Regions from separate parts of the Sus scrofa genome. Here regions 1 and 3 are each linked to region 2. A link is a contact called in public HiChIP or PLAC-seq data. All regions are on one chromosome and are shown on one strand. Each heading gives the region's core, a stretch centred on a gene start, on an enhancer-like site or on the middle of the called end of the contact. The rest is flanking DNA. Distances are from core to core; before and after follow the strand shown.

What was found. HiChIP or PLAC-seq counts read pairs in DNA pulled down with a chosen protein or histone mark.
Region 1: an H3K27ac HiChIP or PLAC-seq map of alveolar macrophages shows a contact between it and region 2. The contact joins the promoter of MED23 here to the promoter of ENPP1 in region 2. A contact is called at or near these places in 1 of 5 promoter capture datasets (liver) and 1 of 2 datasets of contacts at active chromatin or transcription factors (alveolar macrophages).
Region 3: a contact with region 2 is called in an H3K27ac HiChIP or PLAC-seq map of alveolar macrophages. The contact joins the promoter of ARG1 here to the promoter of ENPP1 in region 2. A contact is called at or near these places in 1 of 47 Hi-C or Micro-C datasets (liver) and 1 of 2 datasets of contacts at active chromatin or transcription factors (alveolar macrophages).

What each region holds. Positions count from the first base shown.
Region 1 is chr1:31,958,604-31,962,749 of Sscrofa11.1, reverse strand. It overlaps MED23 (mediator of RNA polymerase II transcription subunit 23), which reads right to left and starts at 2,816. Exons shown (of 29, transcript XM_021087972.1): 1 at 2,496-2,816; 2 at 2,127-2,158; 3 at 1,885-1,972. The coding sequence starts at 2,543.
Region 2 is chr1:31,794,196-31,798,256 of Sscrofa11.1, reverse strand. ENPP1 (ectonucleotide pyrophosphatase/phosphodiesterase family member 1) reads left to right here and starts at 1,663. Exons shown (of 25, transcript XM_021087933.1): 1 at 1,663-1,917. The coding sequence starts at 1,678.
Region 3 is chr1:32,018,518-32,022,652 of Sscrofa11.1, reverse strand. ARG1 (arginase 1) reads left to right here and starts at 2,351. Exons shown (of 8, transcript NM_214048.2): 1 at 2,351-2,620. The coding sequence starts at 2,564.

The sequences.
Region 1 (4,146 bases), core at 1,567-4,066, 160 kb before region 2:
CAACATTACTCAGAGAAATGCAAATGAAACCATACTGAAATAAAATTTCTAAAGTTTTAGATTGGTAAAGATCAAAAAGTTCTTTAACTCTCTACTGTGAGGCTCTATGGAACAGATATTCTTATACACTGCTAGAGAGAGCACAAACTAGTAAAATCCTTACAGAAAGCTATCAGACAATTACACACAGACATACCTTTGACCCAGCAAAACTACTCTCAGGAATTTATTCTGTGTCCAGTCCATACAAATATTCATTATAGTACTATTTAAAGTGGAAAAGTTAAGAACTGTCAGTTGTTAGGAGACTGGTTAAATAAAGGAAGGTGCAGCCATATAAAGAATATTATACTGCTCTAAGAAAGTAGGAAAGGAAGGCAGAAGTAATTCTTAATGGACTGATGTAGAACTACATTGAGAATTATAAATTAAGAGGAAGAAAATCAAGGTTCTAATGAACAGTGTACATACACAGTATATAAACATTCTATAGAAATGATTCTATGCATAAAACACTTCTAGAAGGAAACATAAACTAAGAATACTGGCTGCAAACAGGAAAAGGAACAAGTTATTAAGTTAAGAGAGATGGAAAGCAACTTATTCATTGGGTCCAACTTTTGTACCCTTTGCATTTTGTATCATATAAATATTACCTATTATTACAAAATAATTAAAAGTAAAAGGAACTTAAAAAAGAATGTATTGGGAGTTCCCGTCAAGGCTCAGCAGTTAACAAATCTGACTAGTATCCATGAGGATGCAGGCTTCGATCCTAGGCCTTGCTCAGTGGGTTAGGATTCCAGCGTTGCCGTGAGCTGTGGTGTAGGTCACAGACCTGACTCAGATCTGGCGTGGCTGTGGCTGTGGCAAAGGCCTATGGCTTTGGCTCCAATTTGACCCTAGCCTGGGAACTCTCATGTGCCACAGATGCAGCCCTAAAAAACAAAAACAAAAACAAAAGAATGTATTGCCACTATGTGATTCACCTCTTGAGTAGTAAGTCTAAAGCAGCAGCTCAATCGCAAACAGTTCTCATTTTCCTACCTATAATGAACCATGAGAAGATAATGTACTACTGCACCATGAGCTCTCTAAGGATTACACTTGGGAGTTCCCACTGTGGCACAGCAGAAACAAATCTGACCAGTATCCATGAGGTTTCGGGTTCGATTCCTGGCCTCACTCAGGGGTTAAGGATCCGGTGTTGCCGTGAGCTGTGATATAGGTCACAGACATGGGGGATCCTGTGTTGCTGTGGGATAGGCCAGCAGCTGTAGCTCCAATTCAAATGCTAGCCTGGGAACTTCCATATGCTGTGGGTGCGACCCTAAAAAGCAAAATAAATAAATAAGTAAATAAATAAAATTTAAATAAAGTATCACACTATTGCCTTTTTCAAGGCTACATTATCTGGGGAATGTTCTTTGTTACTAAGTTTTACTGTTACTTTCTTCAATGTTGTCATACTATCTTTGTATCCCTATTATGGCACCCTTGTATCTCTGCTATGGTATCCTTATTATAGGATCTTCATGTCAAGGCTAAACCAGTTCCTTTGTTGAAATGAGTGAAATTTTTATCCATTACAATCACTAACACAGCTGTTCTGAAGTGCACCAAATAAATCAGAATAGGTTGAAAACGGTTTTATATAATCTACCATGGGAAAGACTTTTAAAAACATCTCACACTGTGCTGTAGTTAACCTGATTTTTCTATACAGATTCTCCACTGGAAGAATAGGAATTGAAACAAACAGGATACTAGAATAAACAAAAGACAAGTTATTTCCTTTTCCAGAAAGACCTTAACAGCAACATCAAAGAAAATGTAAAGAAGTCAAAAATCATCAGCCAGGTGTATTAAAAATGCAGTGCTCACCTGAGAAAGACCACCCCAAAACTGTCGGAAGGCTCCCAAACAGCTAATTAGTTTTGTTTTTTCATCTTCAGGGTTGTCCATAAACATGCTAAAAAAATAAAAATCACGGTGTTTGCCACTAGTTTTAAAAAGGTAATTCAACGTAACCAGAATAATGGATCTTATAAACCTACATACAAGACAGACCTAAATAATATCATACAAAGATACACTCAGGTAAAATGTGCCATGCATACACTCACCCAGGGAAAGCCTCTTCTATAATTTCTGTTTTCTGTAAAAAAAAAAAAAAAAAGTAAATGGTGAACGCGAATTTAAAAAACAAAAGGGGGAGGGGCCTCCCCGAGCAAAACAATATAATGCAACAGAGAGCAAGTCACCTTAATCAGCCACAAGCGGAAGCAAACAATACCTGTCTTGTTGGCCTGTAACAAAGCGTGTTGTGGATTTCGAAGGAGACTTTGAATTTGACAGCAATTTCAGAATTCCTCAGCCGTTGCACACAAAAGTGGCATCACAACAAAGAAGTCTAGGAGAGGTTGCCCGGGCCGTTGTCCCCTCGCCACCCCCTCGCCCAGCCATGGCCCTGGGTCCCTAGCCGTTCCACTCACCACCACCTCCTCAAAAATGCTTTGCAGTTGCGTCTCCATCTGGACCATCGCCCCCTCCTTCCTCGGACGTCAACCGCGCGGCCCGGACCGGCCGGAACTCCGGGAATAGAGGGGCAGAGGGCCAGAGGGCTAAAGATGCCCGCAGGAAACTGCAGCGCGCCAAAGTCGCGTTCCTCTTCAAGGATCCAGCTGAGGCCGAGCCCTCTAAGGCCCAGCAAACAACTGGAGCCTGCCCGGAAGCCAGGTAGCGATGGGTGCGCGCCGATTACGAAACCCGCAGAAACCAGGGATCCAGCCATTAAGGTTCCGCCTGTGGGAAAGAGCGGCCCGCGAGCCAGGCGAGAGTGCCCCCCAGTGGAGCCTGGGGCCTAAGTCATCCCGAGGCGTCGTTGCCTGCAGGCTGCCACTTCTCCGCTGAAGCAGGAATTTCCTCCTCCTCGGTGCTTAAACTTTGGCATACTGGGAAGTATAAAAGTTTGAGACCCAGGGGCTGCAAAATCGGCCGGAAATGCTCCTCCAAGCGGCTGACCTTTTGGATGTCCGTCAGCAGAGTGGAGTCAGGAGTTGGAATTGCACTTTTCTTGACGACAGGAACCAATGTCTTCTCAACTATGGTAACCTCCGTGCCTTGCACAAAACCAGAAAAGCAGCAGGGTTTCAGTGAAGGTTAAAAAAAAATGAATGAACGCAGCGTATTAATTTTTCATTAGAATAATTGAATAATAATATCTATTTTCAATTAATCATCTAAAATAATAAAATTTACCAATTACAGAATATCTATAGCCTCTTTGGCAGGGATAGAGATGGACAAGGGTGGTAAAGAGAAAGACTGATCCACAGGCATGGTCTGAAAGGATGCACTGAGTCGTGTGTGCCCTCCTCCCCGCCCTACTCCACTTTATTCTCTCAAGCATCAAGTTTGACATTTTGGTAGAAACTTACTCTCATTTGTAGAAATGGTAAATGTTTAACTCGTTCCCTCAGTACTAGACTTGTGTTAGGCATTTAAAGAACTGTATTGCAGAATGTATTTTTCAGACTGCCCAAGCTAGAAGGGTAACAGAGTCAGAATGATTAAACTTTAAAAGCTAGGAGTTCCTGTTGTGGCGCAGCAGAAACGAATCCGACTAGTAACCATGAGGTTTCGGTTTGATCCCTGGCCTCGCTCAGTGAGTTAAGGATCTGGCATTGCTGTGAGCTGTGGTGTAGGCCACAGTGGGGGCTGGAATCCTGCGTTGCTATCTATGGCTGTGGTGTAGGCCAGCAGCTGCAGCTCCAATTCAACCACTAGCCTAGGAACCTCCATATGCCTGGGAATTTCCATATGGTGCGGGTGTGGCCCTAAAAAAGCAAAAAAAAAAAAAAAAAGTCTAAAGCCCTCTAGCTTTCTTTTTTGTTCCTTTTGTATGCTAAACAGATTATTTATTGTGTATTATCTTTAATCATATTCATTTCTAAGACAGTTTTCATTTCATCTAGCAGACTTCCATGTTTCGGCTCTGTATTACAAATGTTGCCCATGGCTTGTACAATCAAGTAGGTAAAATGGTCAGGTAAGAATTACTTGTCATAACTAAATAAAATTAATTTTTATATTATACTTGCTGATATTTTATTCATTGAACAAAAGTTGACCATCCATTTCTAG
Region 2 (4,061 bases), core at 414-2,913:
TTGCTCTTAGAAGTTTTGACACGCCTTTGACCAGTCTCCATGGAGTGAATTTTTGTCCTTGAATTTGAGTTTTGGAAACAGTCAAAGGAAAATTTAGAGCCAAGTTTGGGGTTAAAAAAAATATGTGAGGCTATGAAACAGTGAAAACCTGTTTCTCTTGGGTGGTTTGTAAGCTGACTCAAAGGTAATTTAAAAAATAAATAAATAAAAAGAGCTCAATAATGCTTTGAGGGATGGCCTTCACTTCTTCCAGATGTCAGCTATCCTCTCCACTACGCTGTCATAACATCCTCTGTGAGATTCTATTATGCACATATGATCTGGGTTTTAATTTCTTTTTTAACTGCCCTCACCTCCTTTGATCAGACTGAGAGCCACTTGGGAGAGACATACTTTTATTTACCTTTCATGTGGTATGCATGTTTGGTGGCCAGGAGATTGAAGTGAAGGATTCATTGTTGAATGAATGAATCAATCAATCAATATAATTGGAAAGTGTCCTGAGTTAACTACTTTAAGGAGGACAACACACACTTTACATCTGTTAAAACATCCATTCTCATTTTAAACATCTTTTTGTATGTTCGTGTAATCAAAAAGAACATGAAATGATATTGGATTGTGGAACCTTCCTTGGTCACTAAAGTCAGTTCCGGACAGCGCAAAGCAGGTTGAAAGTCACTGTTCCCTCACTGACAGGGGAGCCTCACTACACTACCAGGCTTGTGGCTTTTCTAACTGATGAGCAAGGAAAGGGAAAGGTTGCAGAATCAAAACCTACCAAGAATTAGAGCCTATTGTTCGTGCCCTAGTTCAAAATCAAAGTGTCAAAGTAGTCCAGAGTGTGTTAAAATTTTCGATGTTGCCAAGTAATCAGCAGCAACCTCAGGATAGCGCAGCGCCAACACTTTGAAGCTTTTAATCGCGAAAGTCTAGAAGAACTAATAAATATGTTAAAGCAAGGGCAGTTCCCCAAACACAGAAACCACAGAAAACGAAATATCTCTTAAAAGTGTGTATTTGAAAAATCAGATGTTTTAAGGACACACAGTCTACTCTCAGAGTCGCATAGGTAGTGGGCAGCAAGGCTTTGAGGGAATACTTCTTTATTTCTACGTAGGAAAAAAAGAAGTTGACTGCCTCCCACGCTTGACCCTACAGCCTCTCTGCTAGCCCATCCAGCAACACCCAGGTCTGTCCCGACTCCACTCTCCCGCGTTTGAGAAGCCGCACCGCCGGGGCAGCTGCATCCTCCTTTTCCTCCCGCTCTATTTTGGGGCCCCCGTGATCTCATGCCCTCTGCAGACCACACTCTGCAATTCCAGTCCAGCCCGCGCCGCGAGGCCACGCAGGGCGATTCCTGCAAGTGTTCGGATGCTGCCCGGGGCATCGGGAGGGGAAGGCTTGGGGTGGGGGGTGGGGGGCGGTAAAGACGCGCCCACGTAAAGGACCCAAAATAACCGACACGCAGAGTGCCCGAAATCAGACAGGAAGCCAAATAATCCGGGGCGTTGAGTTGCTTTCCCCTCACTCGTAGTGCTGGGCGGCGGGCGCCGAGCCAAAGGTCTGGCGGCGAGGGGCGGGCGCGGCGGCGGCGGCGGGCGGGGTGGGGCGGGGCGGGCTCGGAGTCTATTAAAGGCGCAGCGGGGCTGTGGGACCCGAGCGCCCGGGGCCACGATGGAGCGCGACGGCTGTGCCGGGGGCGGGAGCCGCGGCGGCGAGGGCGGGCGCGGCTCCCGGGAGGGCCCTGCGGGGAATGGCCGCGACTCGGGCCGCGGCCACGGCGCCGAGGCGCCCGGGGAGCCGCAGGCGGCCGCGTCCTTGCTGGCCCCCATGGACCTGGGGGAGGAGCAGCTGGAGAAGGCGGCGCGCGCCCGCACGGCCAAGGACCCCAACACCTATAAAGTGCTCTCGCTGGTAGGTCCGGGCCGCCCGGCGCGCGGCAGGACGGGGAGGGCGGCTCCCGGCTCCGGTGCTCCGAGCGCGTGGTCAGCACCCGGGGCTCGGAGAGAGCCAGCTGCCGTGCCGCTCTGCGCTTTCTCGCCGTCCTCGGGGGGCTTTTTTCCGTGCTCAGTACCATCGAGCCTTCTCTTACCCCTGGGGGAAGAGTTCGCGCTCACTTGTATACTGATGCTCAGAAGGACCTGTTTGTGAAACCAGACTGTTCACATTTGTGATCTTTAGCAATTCCACCTCTCATCCCCAGAGAGCACAGGGTTTTTCGTAGGGAAAAAAATGGCCAGCCCCAAAGTTGTTGGTCTTAGGAAAAGCCGACAAGGTGTTTTTTTTGGTTTTTGTTTTCTTTTTAGTTTAAAATTTGAATTTCATTTTTTTACCTCTTTGGGTGACTCCGCGTGCAGTAGTAATGATTTTCCTGGCATTAACTGATTCCACTTGAAAAGATTTCACAGAGCTCTTTAAGGTATATCAGGAACTTTAGAAAATACTTTTTCTCTTGGCTCTGTTTAGGAATTTCCTGGCAGCTGCTCAGAAAGTCCATCAGTATTCATGTTATGTGAAGAAACGTTTATGATTCTTCGTCCACTCTTGCAATCATGGTGTACACGGGTTTTGTTGTTAACAGAAGTTCCCAGCCTTCCTCTGCTATTGGGATAGTTGCAGAATCCACAGTCAATTTTGTGAAATGCGGGGGTGTTTTTTTTTATTCTGCATCTGGACTGAGAGTCACAGCCTGGGTATTTGCTTTCGTGGCTGTTATTAATTGCTGGGATCCCCTATGACTCTCCCCAAATCTCAGTGCCCTTCTAAAATGAGGACACCACCACCTCCATATGCCTTGAATAGAATTGTTGTGAGGGTCAAGTGGAACAATGTCTCTGAGGAAGTACATTTGAAAACTACAAGGAGATGTAATCATTTGATTGCTATCATATGGAAGTGACATTTCTATATGTAGTGTACCCTAAAATACATTGTCACTTATATTTTATGACTGAACAATGCAGTGGAGAGGATATCTTTTCTGATTTTTGAAATTTTTCCTTTCGTGAGCTTTTCTGTTTTCACTATGTTTTGGGTGTCATGGAGATGATACTAGTGCTTTGAGAACTAACATTCCTAGACTAAAGAGATGGTGTCAAATAATTAGCACTTACAAAATAGCAAGAGTTCAGTGTCCCAAACCACATAATGTTTGTATCTCAAGATATAGCTCTACGTCATGTATCATGTATCATCATGAATCAAGAACACCTGATATTGATGAGCACTTAGTTTTAGTCTTTTGAGTCACCTTTTGTGTTTTTGTCAATGGGAGCCCTTAGCTTTTACAACAGGATCACTTAACATAGGTGGTATCAGTACTTCCAGGTGTTTAGTGTTTGCGGCGTTCCATGGTTGTACATTGGCTCTGTGTGTAAGTTCAATGTGAAATCATTTCTACATTCCTATAGTCTTGAAAGTTTGCTGAACTGCTAATTGCTAAATTCAGTTTTAAAATCTCTCCTACTCATGTATGTTTAGCTCCGCAATAGGGATCAGCAGGGATGTACCTGTGGAACATGCGTTTAAGTCTTTGACATGTGCCATCAGCTGGTCAGGAAGCATTTCATTATGCTCTGGTGATTCAACTCTGGGCATTTGACATGGAAGTGTTTTTAGTACTTACTTCTACAAGTAGGACAATCGTGAATATTTTTTTATACCGTTAGGGGGGCTCTTTTGCTGTGACATGTGTTGAATTGGAAAGAATTCTTCATGTCTTTTAATGAAATACGGTGGGCCATTAATATACACCAAAACTCATGGCTGTATTTCTGAAACCCTTAATTGATGGTTTCAGCTGAAAGTGAAACCTTTTACCCATTCTTCTTTCCCTGCCCTACTTCAATGCTTGTCTTCCCTCTCGGCTTTCCCAAATGATGTGCTCCCAAAAGGAAAAGCCTCCAAAAGGAGCTTTACAGTTGTCATCAAAGAGCTCTGGGGCATGTCTTCTAGAAAGAAGCTGCAATTATGGGATTCCTTTTTCAGGTTGAACATCAGCACGCTTTTCAGAAAGCCGAAGAAATGGATTGACTAATTGCACCAGGGGTTGGGATTAT
Region 3 (4,135 bases), core at 1,102-3,601, 220 kb before region 2:
GGAACTTTCAGATGTTAGAGGGAAAAATAATATACCCACGATCAAATTTGAAAGGCCACAAATCTCTATGGACTAACATAAATTTAGTAAAAATTCTAGCAGGATTTTTTTTTAAGGAAGTGACTATTTGAATACATAGAAGAATAGAGGCCCATAAATAGCTAAATTAGTTTTGAAAAAGAAATGCAAAAACATTACTCTTGACCAAAGAATCATAAGATATGCCATAAAGCCATGATGATAAAACAGTGTGGATGTGGTACACCATAGGTGAATAAGCCAGTGGATCATAAGAAAGGGTCTAGTGGCAAGCCCATGTGTTGAGGGGAACTTGGTGTATGAGGGAAATCCACCAAATCCATGAGGCAAAATGGATACTTGTCGCAATGGATGTTGTTGAGAAAACTGATGGACTCTACAGGGGAAAATATAGTTGGAAAATGTACACATTATGCAAAAAATGGGTGTAGACTGGTTAAAGAAAGAAATGTGAAAGATGAACTGTGAGTTCCCATTGTGGTACAGTGGAAATGAACCCAACTAGTATCCATGAGGACATGGGTTCGATCCTTGGCCTCGCTCAGTGGGTTAAGATCTGGTGTGCCATGACTTATTGCCTAGACTGGCAGCTGTAGCTCTGATTTGACCCCTAGCCTGGGAACTTCCATATGCTCTGTGTGCAGCTCTAAAAAGCAAAACAAAAACCAAAAAAAGACAAGCTTTAAAGCAAATAGAAGAACTATAGAAACATATATTTTGATTTTGGAGTCGAATGGACCTGAACAAAACTCCCAAAGCACAGAGCATAAGGAAAAATTATTAAATTGTCTATTGCAAAATGAAAATTTTTGAGTGATCACAAAGTTTTCAGATTACTGACAGATGTGGAAAAGTTATTTGTGATGTGAAACCATAAGAGATTAATACTTAGCTATACAAAATATCACAAGTAAATAACTAGGATATACAACAAATCTGCAAGTAAAAAATAGAAAGTCCGTGGAAAATGGTCCTATTAAAAAGGGACATTATGGATTCCCATTGTGGCTCAGGGGTAACGAACCCAACTAGTATCAATGAGGATGCAGGTTCAATCCCTGGCCTCCCTCAGTGGGTTAAGGATCCAGCCTTGCCATGAGCTGTGGTGTAGGTCGCAGACGAAGCTTGGATCCCACGTTGCTGTGGCTATGGTGTAAGGGGTGTTGTTCAACCCCTAGCCTGGGAACCTCCGCATGCCACAGGTGTGACCCTAAAAAGACAAAAACAAAACAAAACAAAACAAAAAAGACCTTATGAGACCTTGGTTTTCTCATTTACACATTCAGTAAATATTTATTGCGTGCCTATCACATATCAGCACTGTCCTAGGCACTGGGGTTGTAGCAGACAACTCTCTGCCCTTGTGAAAGAGTCCACAATGTTCTGTCCTACTAATAGGAAAAAAAGAGATTCATTTCTACAAACAAATTTTCCTTTTACATTACTATCATATTTTTTTAAGGTTCAAAGATTTTTTGGGGTGTGTTTCCTCTAAATCCACATTTGCACTAAACAATTTCCCATGGGCATGCTAGTCTGAGAGGCTACCACTTCATCTGTGTTTAGACTGTAAAGCCCAGTGGTTAGGGGATCCAAATGCCTACAACTGAATCATAGCTTTTCTTCTACGTGACATTTGGCAACGTCTCTCACTCCGCTTTGGTTTTTTAATCAGTAAAATACTGCTAATAATGAAACTGGTCATTAAATTCCTCTAAGGATTAAATGAGATAATATGAAACAGAACAGCACTTGGCACACGATTAAAAACTCAGATTTGGCTGTTTTTATATCTATATTTAATTGTGATACTCTGAGTCCCGAAAGTGCTGTTTTCCTGCGCACCAAATTCCAAAATTAGGGTGGTAACACCTCTGGATTATTAATCAGGCAATTAATTTTACCTTTAAGTAATCATCAGAAAAGGGAGTCATACGCCTTCCCTGAGACTGTACCCTGGTGCTGTATGAGGTGTGTCTTGTGGATTAACCATTAATCCCAGTGTGAAAAGTAAATTCAGAGTTGTGGGGCTAGAAGAGGGCTGAGAGACCATCTCACCAGTCCCAGCCCTTTGGACACAGGAGGAGGCAAAGCCCTGGGGGAGGCAAGTGCTGTGCCCTGAGTTTGCACAGCTAGAACCACGGCATTGCTTCTGTGGTTATGATGAAGTGATTATGATTAGAAAAGATGATTGGGACTAGGAAGTCAAGGTGGTGATGCAGAAAGATTGATGTCACCAGCCAGCTTTGTCAGATGGGTGTGAGCTGGCCACATGGATGATCTCACTTAACGAGGAACTCAGACTCAGAGTCGGACTCATGGTCATTCCAGGTATGAACTTGCTGGGCTTCCACCTGACTGTGTCTTCCGTTCAGTAGGTGGAGCCACTCTTCCTCATTAGAATAAAGTCAACAGATTGAACTCAATTATAAATAGGAAAAAAAATGTGCCCTTGGCCACTGAGTGTTGCTGAGAGGGAAGACTGGCTGGAGGACTCTGGTGTAGCGGTGAGAAATATTGGAGCATGAGTTTCAAGTCACAATCCATCGGGATCATCGGAGCTCCTTTCTCCAAGGGTCAGGTGAGTAAAAAGCTTGGCTTTGAGAAGCCAGAATTTCTTAGAAAATTTAGACTTTCAAAATGAGTAAGGAGTTAATGTCTGGTTAGTTAGGTTCTCTGATGCAACTCTGGCCCGAAATATATAGTTTCAAGTTCTCTTACCATTCTGTGTCATTGTAGAATTATGGTCACAAACCCACTTATTCTTGTGGCTCCTGACCTCAGCAACAGCCAATTTTATTTAAATCCACTGAATTTTTCCTTGTATTTTTAAAGAGAAATGTTTTTATTTGAATGGAAAGGGGCTGTTTCTGCATTGTAGCTCTTCATTTAGATTTCCATGCTCTCCTTGCTTCTGAGGTTCCCATGTATAAGCAGGAGAAAGAATTTGAAGAATACACATTTGTTTATTTATGTAATGATCACCTAAAAAATTTCAGAGATGGGTGGCTTCAGACTTTTAAAAATGTGAAAAACCTAAATATTACTGCTTTCCCAACTTCATGAGTGGCTTATTTTTTCTTGTCTTTAATGAGTCTATAAAAGCGTTAATTTATGGTCTAGGTAGAGTCCTTTGTATACCTCTCTTGGAGGGAGGAAAAAAGAACACAGTAAAAGGAAATTTGGCCGCATCAAAAGGACTAATGGATTTCTGAAACTCCCAGGTTCCAGAACATGCCAGCAGCACTTAAATAGACAGTCTTTTTCTTCTGCCCAGGCACACTCATTCTGATAAATCCAATGAGATTGTAGACACCTTGCAAGAATCTGTGCTAAAAGGGAGGGTGGGGGTTGCCAGAGAACAAAAACAAAAGCAAACAAGATAAAGTGTGAATTGAATTTTTGTTGTGGTTGTGGTTGTTTTAAATGTTTCTTGGTTTCTCAGAACTTTCTCGTTGCCCATCTGGGCAACTTTTTTGCTTCTCTTAGTTTTGAACTCTTGCTTTGCATCTGGATTTTTTACAGGTCGGAGGTTAGAGACACAAACTGCATTTGGACTGTCAGTTAATACTGCTTCGCTCCCCCCTTTGAAATCTGTCAAAGCTATCTCCCAGAACTTGGGGACATTTTGCTGACGCAGAAGTGTTTCTTTTAATGCTGGGGTTAATTGCAAAATCCACAATGTGCTCCTCTATTCTTGGGACAGGTTTTGACAAAAGATAGCACTGAAATAACTAAAGGAAGGAAGAAAGGGAGAGAGGGAGGAAGGAAAGGGACTGAACATGACTTTATCCAAACATGAGGTCCCTAGACCTCAGCAGAAGGTCTTATGCTAATAACAGCCCCTCTGTGGGATACTATGTTGAAATAGAGCCTGATGCATTTGCTGTTCTCCGTAATTCTCCCCTTCCCCCGGCCTCCTCTAGCTCTTCTTTATTAAAACCTGGCCCCAGGAGAATGAGGCTTATCGTCTCATGATAGTAAGGACAAAGAGAGAGAGATTTGTCTACACTAAGCCATAGCCTAGAGGGGGAACAAATGACCAACCATACGTGTCCGTCCCACCAAAAGGAGGCAAAAATTTGATAAACAGGTA